Regions from separate parts of the Gasterosteus aculeatus genome. Here region 1 is linked to region 2. A link is a contact called in public Hi-C data. All regions are on one chromosome and are shown on one strand. Each heading gives the region's core, a stretch centred on a gene start, on an enhancer-like site or on the middle of the called end of the contact. The rest is flanking DNA. Distances are from core to core; before and after follow the strand shown. Region 1 holds the start of LOC120824273 (hydroxylysine kinase). Region 2 holds the start of ephb3b (eph receptor B3b).

What was found. A called contact is a pair of places that touch in the nucleus more often than the background predicts.
Region 1: a Hi-C map of skeletal muscle shows a contact between it and region 2, with 2.9 times the contacts expected there. The contact joins the promoter of LOC120824273 here to the promoter of ephb3b in region 2. A contact is called at or near these places in 2 of 6 Hi-C or Micro-C datasets (skeletal muscle and whole body).

The regions. Positions count from the first base shown.
Region 1 is chr8:14,371,390-14,376,753 of fGasAcu3.hap1.1, forward strand. LOC120824273 (hydroxylysine kinase) reads right to left here and starts at 2,158. Exons shown (of 5, transcript XM_078108292.1): 1 at 2,031-2,158; 2 at 1,299-1,607; 3 at 556-698; 4 at 123-303. The coding sequence starts at 1,578. It overlaps LOC120824274 (hydroxylysine kinase), which reads right to left. Exons shown (of 5, transcript XM_040184979.2): 3 at 5,267-5,364; 4 at 4,729-4,909; 5 at 3,188-4,544. The coding sequence ends at 4,102.
Region 2 is chr8:14,168,456-14,173,540 of fGasAcu3.hap1.1, forward strand. ephb3b (eph receptor B3b) reads right to left here and starts at 1,491. Exons shown (of 15, transcript XM_078108291.1): 1 at 515-1,491. The coding sequence starts at 578.

The sequences.
Region 1 (5,364 bases), core at 908-3,407, 200 kb after region 2:
GTAGAATTCATTCTTTGGGGACAATGAATGTCAACTCATAAAATGTCATCTCACAAAATGTCAACACGTCCAATTGAACAATAGAAAAAACAAAATAAATATAGAATTATTATCTATATTACCTTTACGGAGAGAGACAATTCTGGGCGCCACCAGTGACTTATACTGTTTAACAACCGCTTTGATCACTTTCTGCGGGGGGTCTCCATCCATCACTGACAAGTAGTCGTCTATGAGAGGAATGTTGGATAAACTCCACATCTCCTCATTACTTTGTAAGACATCCAAGTTTGGAGAAACCAGCTGAAAAAAGAAAATGGTTTCAATACAAGTCATTTTGCACACTTTATGTACCACAACTTTTTAAATAATGAGCTTCATTATAACCAGAGTAAGCAGTCTGCAATACAATTAGGCCCTTTGTAAATAAAAGCGAAATAACAAACTGTAAGGAACGAAATATGTATGAGCCAATAGGGAAAAGCCCATGTGTAGGTAATTGGAGATCAAAAAATCTCTCTGAGCTGAAATGTAGAAGTTTGACATTTAACTGACTTGTTTCAATGTCGTATCGATGACTGCAGCCAACTTCCCGATCTGATAAAGATCTTGCACGGTTACTGGAGATTCTGCAACAGTTTTTCCAGGGAGATACGTCATCAGCCTCACACAGTAGGTCTGAGCACCCTGTCCACAGTCTAATAACAGAATGAAGATACAAAAACAGGAAGATATGATTCACAGTGTCATAACTAACAACTAATTATAATGTATGGTGCAGTTTAGAACTTAAAGATCATGTGATACTATTTAATAATGGACCAAAGGCCTTGCCCTAAATCGGACTAAAACATGACATTCAAACGTTCTTCTCGTGTCTTGTAGGGACATGCATATCTTCACAGTCACATTCCATTCCAACCATTCAATCCAAGTCACTACATTTTGGGGTTTAAGTTATAGGTAAAGGACGCGGGGACAGTGTAACTAGGTCAGCAGCGAGTTACACTAATGACATAGCTGATATTTTGACATATACCAAGTTGTTTCTCGGCTTTCTTACTACGCAAAACAATCAACAATTGTTGAGTTTAGCATTTCTAAACTGTGGCTCCAGCACTTAATTAGTTTCTAACAACCTGCAATAGAGTTAGTGTCTAAACAGATTTTCATAAAATGCATTTCATTGTTTCTAAACCAGTGTGTTTCTGCAGTAAAATGGGAAAAGGCTCCAGTCGTTTGTTTAACCTCTTGCATCATGTGATTGTGAATTATTATTGGTGGTACGTTGCCATTACCTATTTCCTCCATACTCATGAGCTTCCCGGTGGTGGTGGGCACGACTATCTGAGAAGGAACTCCACGTTGGTGTAAGAAGGACATGGCCAGGGTCTGCACCTCCATCCGGGTGGGATTCATACTTTCTTTTGAGTTCATGATCTTCAGGACATACTTGTTATCCTCCTTGGTAACTAGGAAGAAGTTCTGGTCGTTGTAACTTGGCAGGGTAGAGATCTCCGTTAAAGTCACCCCATAAAGTCGTACTGTCAGTTGTGTTGCTTGCTGCAGGGTGAGCATTGGTCTGTGATCAACGGCTGGGACGGTATCTGCACACAACAGTCAAATTAAAACACAAATTCACACCCATTTTTAAACCTTGACGTTTGAATATGCAAGTTCGCACCAAATGACAAGAAATCCATTTTCACTTCAGCCAAATTAAAAGGACTACTGTGCGCGGGACAACTTTTAAGGTTCAACGGGACCCTTGAACGTTTTGGAACTACACCACATGCTGCGGCAGCCAGCGTTGAGAGGATTATTTTAAATTTAGATGCTTTAAAGCATTAGCATACAAAATATTATGATAAACATGCATTCAACTCGGTGATTTAAATTTGAAGGACATTATGTGCTCTCACCCATTGCTCAAGTAATCCAAGAAAGTGGATGACAAAAGCCGTAAACGAGTATAAACACGTCTATCCTTTCTGTCTGTCAGGATGCACCAGTCAAACCTGCCTGCTTACCTCAACATATACTTTCATTCCGCGCCTCCTCTGTGTCATCAACTCCTCCTTGTGGACCTGCTCCGTCTCTCGCACTCCCAAACTAACCCTCAGTCACACCCATTCATAAAACAAACCTTAACCCCAACATCCACGACAATTACAGACCCATCTCCAACCTCGCATTTCTGATTAAAATACTGAAACGCCCACCCACTAAAAACTCACCTGGACTGACAGCAGCTGTACGAACCATTTCAATCCGGTTTCCCATCTCATCACAGCACAGAAAGCCAACTGGCCCAGATGTATAAAAACCTGGATGCAAAGCAAACCTCAACGGCAACAAATATGAAATCCTCATCAGACCCAAATCACTAAACAAACCCCACCACAACTTCTCCCTGTCCATTGATGGCAGCACTGCTCCTGCCAAGACACGTCGTCAGTATGAAGAATTGGGACTACTACTTACTGAGATACTGTATTATCTTGTATTATCTATGAATTGTTGATATAATAAATATGTTACCACAGAAATGACAGTAATTATAGTAAATGAATTATATTAATGTCGTCATCCACGCCTACATTGGAAGCAGGAGCTCGAGAGGACCACACAAGGGCAGCATTGCACAGATACAGATTTTATCCACAGCTATGAGGACAGTGACAGACCAATACCGTTGGTTTTCAAAGCACTTAATCAAACAAAAACAACGTATAAGTAAATACTTGAAAGGAGTGATGCAAAGTGTCAGATAGAAACACAGCAAAGCCCCTTTGTAAGTAAAATGTAAAACTGTGATGTTTACAAAAAAAACAGACTCAGGGATACCAAGCTGCAAGACTTTAATGGTGAACTACAACTAGAATCTGGTGAGGAGTTACAGAAGATCTATCTGACTAAGCAGCAGAAAGCAACACAAGTTTAGACAGTAGGATATCTGACTGTAATATATGCTTGAGGTTTTCTGTTAGTTTTGTCTAAGCAGTAGAACCACAATGCATCAAAAATATCTCAGATTAGTCAATCGCATTGTACTGAGCAAAACGTTTTGAACTTTAGATTGTAGCAGATGTGTCCTTTTAAAATGATGCTTAGTCATTTACTGCTGTCAGCCAGCGGAGGAGCTGTGTTACCTTCACGATGGAGGAACTCTCAGAGAGAATCAAGGTGGGCTTTTTGGAATGTACAAAATACAAACCATTTTATTAGGGTTTTGCAATCAAAAGAAGATAAAATGTTACAAAAATGGACTGTGTACAAAAAAAGGAAAATAAATGATGAAATGTAAATCATTTTAAAATTTTAAAAGTTTAAATCATACAAAGCAAAAAGAGCCCTTTTGCTGTCACCTCCCATATATATTGCTTCTTTAACCTCCTAGACATACATAGTAGACAACTAATCATTTACAATTGAATAAATAATTACTATTTCTTCAAGTCAACACTTACATGTTAGCCCTTCGGTTTCTGTAAGGCCTTTTATCGACATATAAATTACTATTATTGCAATATCTGAAAAGTGAACACCTACAATCAGCATTTGACCTACAATCAAATGCTGATGGAGAATCATCAGATCAGAGTAAGTTGGATTAATACTTTAACATTCAGCCAACATAGAAGCACTTATGATTAGATATTGTTAACTGGAAGAAAAACACTTTACCGTTAAGTTGACATTACAAATAGTGTGAGATTTTATGTGAAAGAAATAATGTTGTGATATGTAAGACTAAAACCCTTTTAGATAATTAAACGTGATGCTGATTGCTTATGTGTATTGTGATGAGCATTACCCTTGACTGAGGTGGGATAATTACTCTCTAAATTATCAAAAGTGGAAATGCCGACTTCAAATATTTAGCTGTCCAAGAATGATATTAAAAGACAGCTGAAACAAATTGTTTTAAACAGCTGCAATAATTGTCTTTTATTTAAAAAAAGGAGAATAATAATAAGCTTTTTAGATTGACTTTATCCCCAAACAAATCCATTTGAATTTGTGTAATGAGAGATGCGGACATCTTTGGTACCTCGACAGTGCGTTGGAAACGTATCACTGTCTCTCCTTCCATCTTTCTCACAATTTGTCGCCGAACTGAGCTGCACTCTGGAACCAGACCTTCTCTACCTGCTCCTTTCCAAGCTCCCAGAGTTGACGGAGAATGTGGACGCCCCTCCTGGAGGAAATCATCAGATACTCTGCATTTTCCGGATGCATTCTCACAGCGTGACGAGCTAAGACCATCGACTGGCAGAAGCGGGACAGCACCAGCACGTAGAGACAATCCCTCTCCGTCTCATTGAGGGGGAGAACGCTTTCCCAGCCAGCCAGCACGGGTCCACCCACCTCCACGGGTTCAGGGTGCTCCGTCATCATGTACATGATAGCGATGGCCAGCTCGTGGATGTAGTAGCCGCTGTTCATGTCCCCGAAGTCGAGGATGCCGGAAATCCTGTGGCCGTCGCTCTCATCGGGTTGAACGAGGACATTGAGGTCATTGAAGTCACCGTGGTTAATGCCTTGGAAATGAGAGAGACAATGTTATTAACCTGAACATGTTATTCATGCATTCAGGGACACATCCAATCCCTGCTGGCAGCATACACGGTGCTAATGATCAGGGTCGGGGGGAGGTGACCAGAAGAGTGTTCGAATTGGACAGCGTCCTTTATTCAAATGTTTCAAAGTAATTATTATACTCACACTTGCGGAAATTGGAGCGTTTAGGCGTCACAGAGGTCTTGTACTGATGAATGACAGACTTCACAACCTCTTCAAGAGGATCTCCTTCTAATATATTAAGGTGTGCTTCCAGTTGGAGAACATTCAATAGACTCCATATGAAATTCTCTCTCTCCAGCAAGCCAAGATGAGGGTGCTCCATCTGGAAAAGAATAAATGATATTAATTATAATACAGTGTGTGCTTCCTGAACAGTGGGGGGCTGGTGGTATATCGAACACAGTGATTCCCCTGTTTGAAGCCTTGTTTAATGAAATAACAATTATTGGAAAGGTAACCTTAAAGGACTTCTACCAATGTAATGGCAGGGAATTAGCCTAACTAGTAAATTCATGATGAAAGATTTTTTTTTTATAAAACAGTCTTTAGGTTTTGACTTAACACTTAACACAAGTGACAATACACTTTTAAATAGTGCAGCACTTTGTTGGTCAGCAATTGATGGAATTACAAAAGAATATAAATGATTGAAGGTTTCACAGGTATGTTAGTGTTATACCTTTTGTAGGATTTGGTCCATTCTGGCTGCCATCTTGCCAGTTTCATAAAGTAACTGTGGAGTTAAAGGAACCTTGGAAATAGTGGTTCCAGGCAAGT
Region 2 (5,085 bases), core at 241-2,740:
ACCTCAAACTGATAGTAAACATGTCAAAAGGCCACACATCCCTAAAATACGTGCCGCCGACCTGAGGGAAAGTGTCTGGGGTAGTGTGTGTGGGAGGTGTGGGGGGGGGGGGTGTACGGAGCCACGACTCCCTGGTGGGATTCAGTGTGGCGCTAATTTCCTTTTAAGTGACGAAAAACTCTTAGCAGTCGGGAATAGCTGATGTAAGGGAGAACAACAAAAAAAAAACAATACACGACGTCCATTGAAATGGATGAGCTGTCGATCACGCGCGCTACAATTGTGTATTGAAACCTGTATCGGCCACAGCGTAAATGCCATTAAGCGATCATTTCAAACGCCCCAAATGGGCACTTTGAACACGAAACGTTTGTTTTAAATTCGGGAATGGAAGAAAATGAAGCATTTGAGTGTAACACAGGAGCCTCTGAGAGGCATATGGGTGCTCCACAACTTGGTGTGGGGGGGAACAAAATACGCTTAAGCGACAGCTACTAAATGTGGAATGTCTTACCTTCTACGGTGGACACCACTGGCAGCAAGAGGGTGCATAAAAACAGAAAGTAATCCATCGTCATGAAGGAGTCAGATCGGACATGTAAACAGACCCCGCGGACGCGTGCACTTATCCCGGGTGATCCCACGCTCCACGCACTCAGCGCCGTCCCGGTTCCAGCGGTGTCAAGCTCCCATTCACCAAAACACGTCCAGGTGAGTGTCAGACGGGGGAGGTGGAAATGACACCGGCGGTGTCAAATGAGTGGATATAGAAGCCCGTCTCGGTTGTTCAGTGATCTCCAACGTGTCTTCCAGAGAAAAGGCAAGCGGGCACGAGTCTCCCAGTCCCTTCCCTTGGCACGGAGTGAATCGGCTGAAAGTAGGTAGTCCAGTCCGCGGTCACCATCCGGAGGATATTTCCAGCAATGTTTTTTTTTTTGTTGTGAGTCAATGATGGTAGAAAAACCAACAACAACAACAACAACAACAAAAAACCCTCAAGAAACAAACGCCTTTTGGGTGGAGATCCAAAGACTTTCCGCGTCGGTCAGAGAAGCGCAGATAGCCGCACTTGTGTCAGAGCCATGGCGTTACAGTCCCGGAAAAGGCATGTGCGCTCTCACATGCGTCCGCGATATCGAGCGGTATTCCTCTAAAGACGCAGCCTTCACCAACCAAATCCCCCCCCCGCTCGCACTCGACCACCACCCGCGGGGTTTGAGGGTATTTATTCCCTGAGCGAATGTAGCAGCTTCCACTGCTGCGCGCGGACCCGTCTGCTTCGCTCGCCTTGTGTTCTGGAATGAAGCGCGCACGCACACGGCCGTGGAGGAATAACGGCGGAGTTGGGGGGGAGACAGGGAGAGAGAGAGAGAGAGAGAGAGAGAGAGAGAGAGAGAGAGAGAGAGAGAGAGAGAGAGAGTTGGGGGGAGGGGGGTAGCCGGAGAGGAGGGGTTACCGTGGAAGCAGCTGCAGTGAACAGGAAAGTCTACCTTGACATTCATTTAAACGTTAGTTTCACATGTATTTGTCGAAATACGATCGGCCCGTTTACAGACGCGGGCGCGTCTCACTTCTTTTACGGGGAAACTCTTTGTTTCCTGCACAATTAGAAAAGCATACCAGACAGATCATCTCTCCCGGACGCCTTATTTATGACCTTTCACTTGCACCGAAATAGAAATACTGGATATCCGTGGGATAATTGACGGAGTCGTTTTTTTTAATGTGTTCATTTGACTTTGTTCAAGAATATTGTAATGCGTTATCGGTTTAGTTGTCAAGTTGTTTTTGTGTAGTTATTTATTTATTTTCTATTCAGCGTGCCCCCCCTTTCCAGGACTCCCAGCTCGATCCACAGACACACAGCGCCCCCCTGCGGGTCGCCCCGTTCCGGTGCACGACAGAAAGGAAGTTTCTGCTGATTTTTTGGGGGGCTTTTTGCTACAAAAAAAATTAATTTTCTCTTAAACTGCGTGGATTCAAATAACTCCGTTGGACACTCTATAATTTAAAAAGCACATCGGCCAAACTTTGAGATTTACTGCGAGTATCGGTGTGACATCGGCACACCCGATGCGATTATATTTTAGACTTCCATTAAATCACAGTAATTCATAAAATAATCAAGTTAAGTCTAAAACATCGACAACATATGAATTGAAAAATGTAAATCCAAGAGTTTGTGGCGTCGCGTGTGTAAAAATCCGAGCTGCTCAAACGTTCCCGGACGCGACGCGCTTCCTGAGCGATCACAAGAACAGTTTGAGTTATTCAAATCGCTGCTTCGCACTTCTAACGCGGAGAGGCTTTTTGCTTCAGCCGGTTGGGTAAAACGGAGCGGGCGGTGTGTTCTTCTTTCTTGACGGGATTATAGACCTGCGCTTTTCTTTCCTTCTTCCTCGGATGTGTTGCAGGAAGAAAAAAGGGTATTTCTCACGAACAAGCTTTTACAGCTTTTCTCTTCAACCTCTCCACAGTAGTGTTATTAATTTATTATATCGTCGGTCTATTCTAAAAGAAGTGGAGGAATTGTAAACTTCAGTCCAAACGACCCATTTTTTATAACTTAAAAAAATAATATATATATAGAGCATTTTTTTCTTGCGTTTCAAATTGATGGGAATCACAACGCTTCTGACCAAGCAGCGCGTGCAGAGCACACATATGGGATCATGTAATAATATAAACACTCGCGTTTCATTTAGTAATAACCAGCTGACACATTTCCAATAGCAGAGCCAGAGATGACAGCCACAGTTCTACCACAGGCCGAACGTGGCACATGTCAGCGTTCATATTGGGTTGACTTAACTGTGTTGAATATTGATGTGTTCCCTTCTGTATTTAGAGATAAGAAAAGAAGTGCAGAGCTGAACTCTGCTCCTCACATAAGGTGATCGTACTGAAGTTCATTCGAGGGGCTTAGTAGTATATTGCCAAGCTGCTTCAACTGTAATTTATGTGGAAAGAATAATAATTATGTTGCTTGTTCTGCTTATATAGGAAGACGTGTTCTTAAGGTGAAGAGTAAACTCAAGGTGAAGTGAAATGACTGATGTGTGAGTGTAAGGTTGAAAGGTGACTGGATGCCAGGTGCAAGCAGATGTAACCAACGCGCTCTGTGTCGTGACTCATTTCATGTGTCACTTACTTCAGCATCATCGGCAACGTTGGCGCTCTTGCCATCAACAAGCCTTCCACTGCTTCAAATTAATTCAATTTATATTCAAATGTAGTTATCTTTTCAAATAAAATGTGTGATGGGACAGTGTTGACTTGTATTAGGAATAAATACTACAGAGTACTTTGAACAAGAAGAGAAACATTTAAAGTGAGAACGCAAACCCCATTCAGAGAGGATTGTCAAAATATTTCTCTGTGTTTTAAAATCATTTTTATTACTAAATAGTTGTTGTCGTTTTTTGAAATTCTGCTTTCAAAGTGTTTTTGGTTCAGTTGGCTAATTTTTTTCAACACTGTTATAAAGGCTCTGCTTCCCGTGCTTTGGCAAATTTTTATTATTTTTACTTTGGGGCGACCGCAGATGAAAAATATGATGAAAAGCTTGGACTCCTGGATCTGAATGAGAAGAGGCAGAGATACTCTCCAACGTTTACTAGCTTTGTGTTACAGGCCAAATCTTAAAAGTTTTCACTTTGTGTGCCCTTGGGTTGAAAACGTCTTTTAATGTTTGTGAAATATTATCAATTTCTTTGAATGACTGTAAAGCGTTATTCTATTAATCCATCCTGTTCTTGTTTGAAATTCAGATCAGCTAAAAGTAGACAAGAAATATAGATAATTAAAATAAATACAATAGAACAACACCGCCTTGCAAATACTATGCAAATAGCAGAGTATTTGCTAGATTTAGTCTAAGTAATTGTTTGTCTGGTTGCTTTTGTGATTATAAGTGATGTTGTTTCATCACTAGTGGCCCAGCGTATAGGTAAACAGGCTGCAACAACTTGTACTCTGACATTTTAACAATAATATTATTGCAATATCATTCATTTGATTTTAAAATAGTTTTACATCAAATTCACAGTGACTTGCTTTTGGAAGTAATTTACTGCTGATGTGAGCCCAGTTTGTGGTTTGTACCAAACAATCAATACGGTAAATTCATATTTGATTCATATCGTATATTATATGTTGCATACGTTTAACATTTTAAGTTTGATGAGCTCAAAAAAATGTATAAAAAAAAGTTTGCTCATACTTAATCAACATATTTTGGGAGGTAGATGGGCCAGTTTGCCATAACACTTCCTGTATAACTCACAACATAGCCTCTTTGAAGGATAACTCATATCATAAGTGAAGCGATGTGGGAAAGAGGATCTGCGGCGTCTTCAAAGAAGACTGTCTCGTTTGTTGCCAAAACCGCCCAAGCCCCAGTTCTCCTGCCTGGTCGCCATTAAGGGGCAACAAGAAGCACACTAAGTTCACGACGGCCACCTCTGCTTTTTCACCCGCATTAAAGGAAATGAGATAAAGACTTGAGAGCGACTTTGCTAAGAAAAGAAAACATAAATTTGACAGACTTTTCTCAGGGCTCCTCTCCACCTTCAAAGGTTTCTTCCACAAGATCAGAAACTAAAATACTTAGTGTATGATAAACACAAGTGCTGTAGGGATTAATCACAGAGAACTGCTGAACCCTCAACTGTTTTCCATTGTAAAAGATAAGTGTGTCAAACCAAAAATACAGGCTTGGTATAAACCGGGGAGGTGTGTAGGGGGGGCTTTTCCCAATGACTGGAGTGTCCACATTAATAAATCAACGGTTCTGTGCTTTGTAGCCATGTTTGGGTTATTTCATAACTTTCAGAGAAGGTTTATTGTGTTTTCTATACTTTCTAGTTTGTGTCATCTGGGTCCAGTTTGAAAGTTGAGGGTTTTCTCGTTTATGAGTGCAGAAGTAAAACTGTATATACGACCATGTTGTTTTACATTGATTCCAGCGGGTCAAGATTAGTGCTGTAAACGCCCACCAAACACATAGATATCCTATTTCTGGAGGAGATGCATAGATATTTTTTTACCTGGAGCCTTATCTTCACCATTACTTATGGCCATATT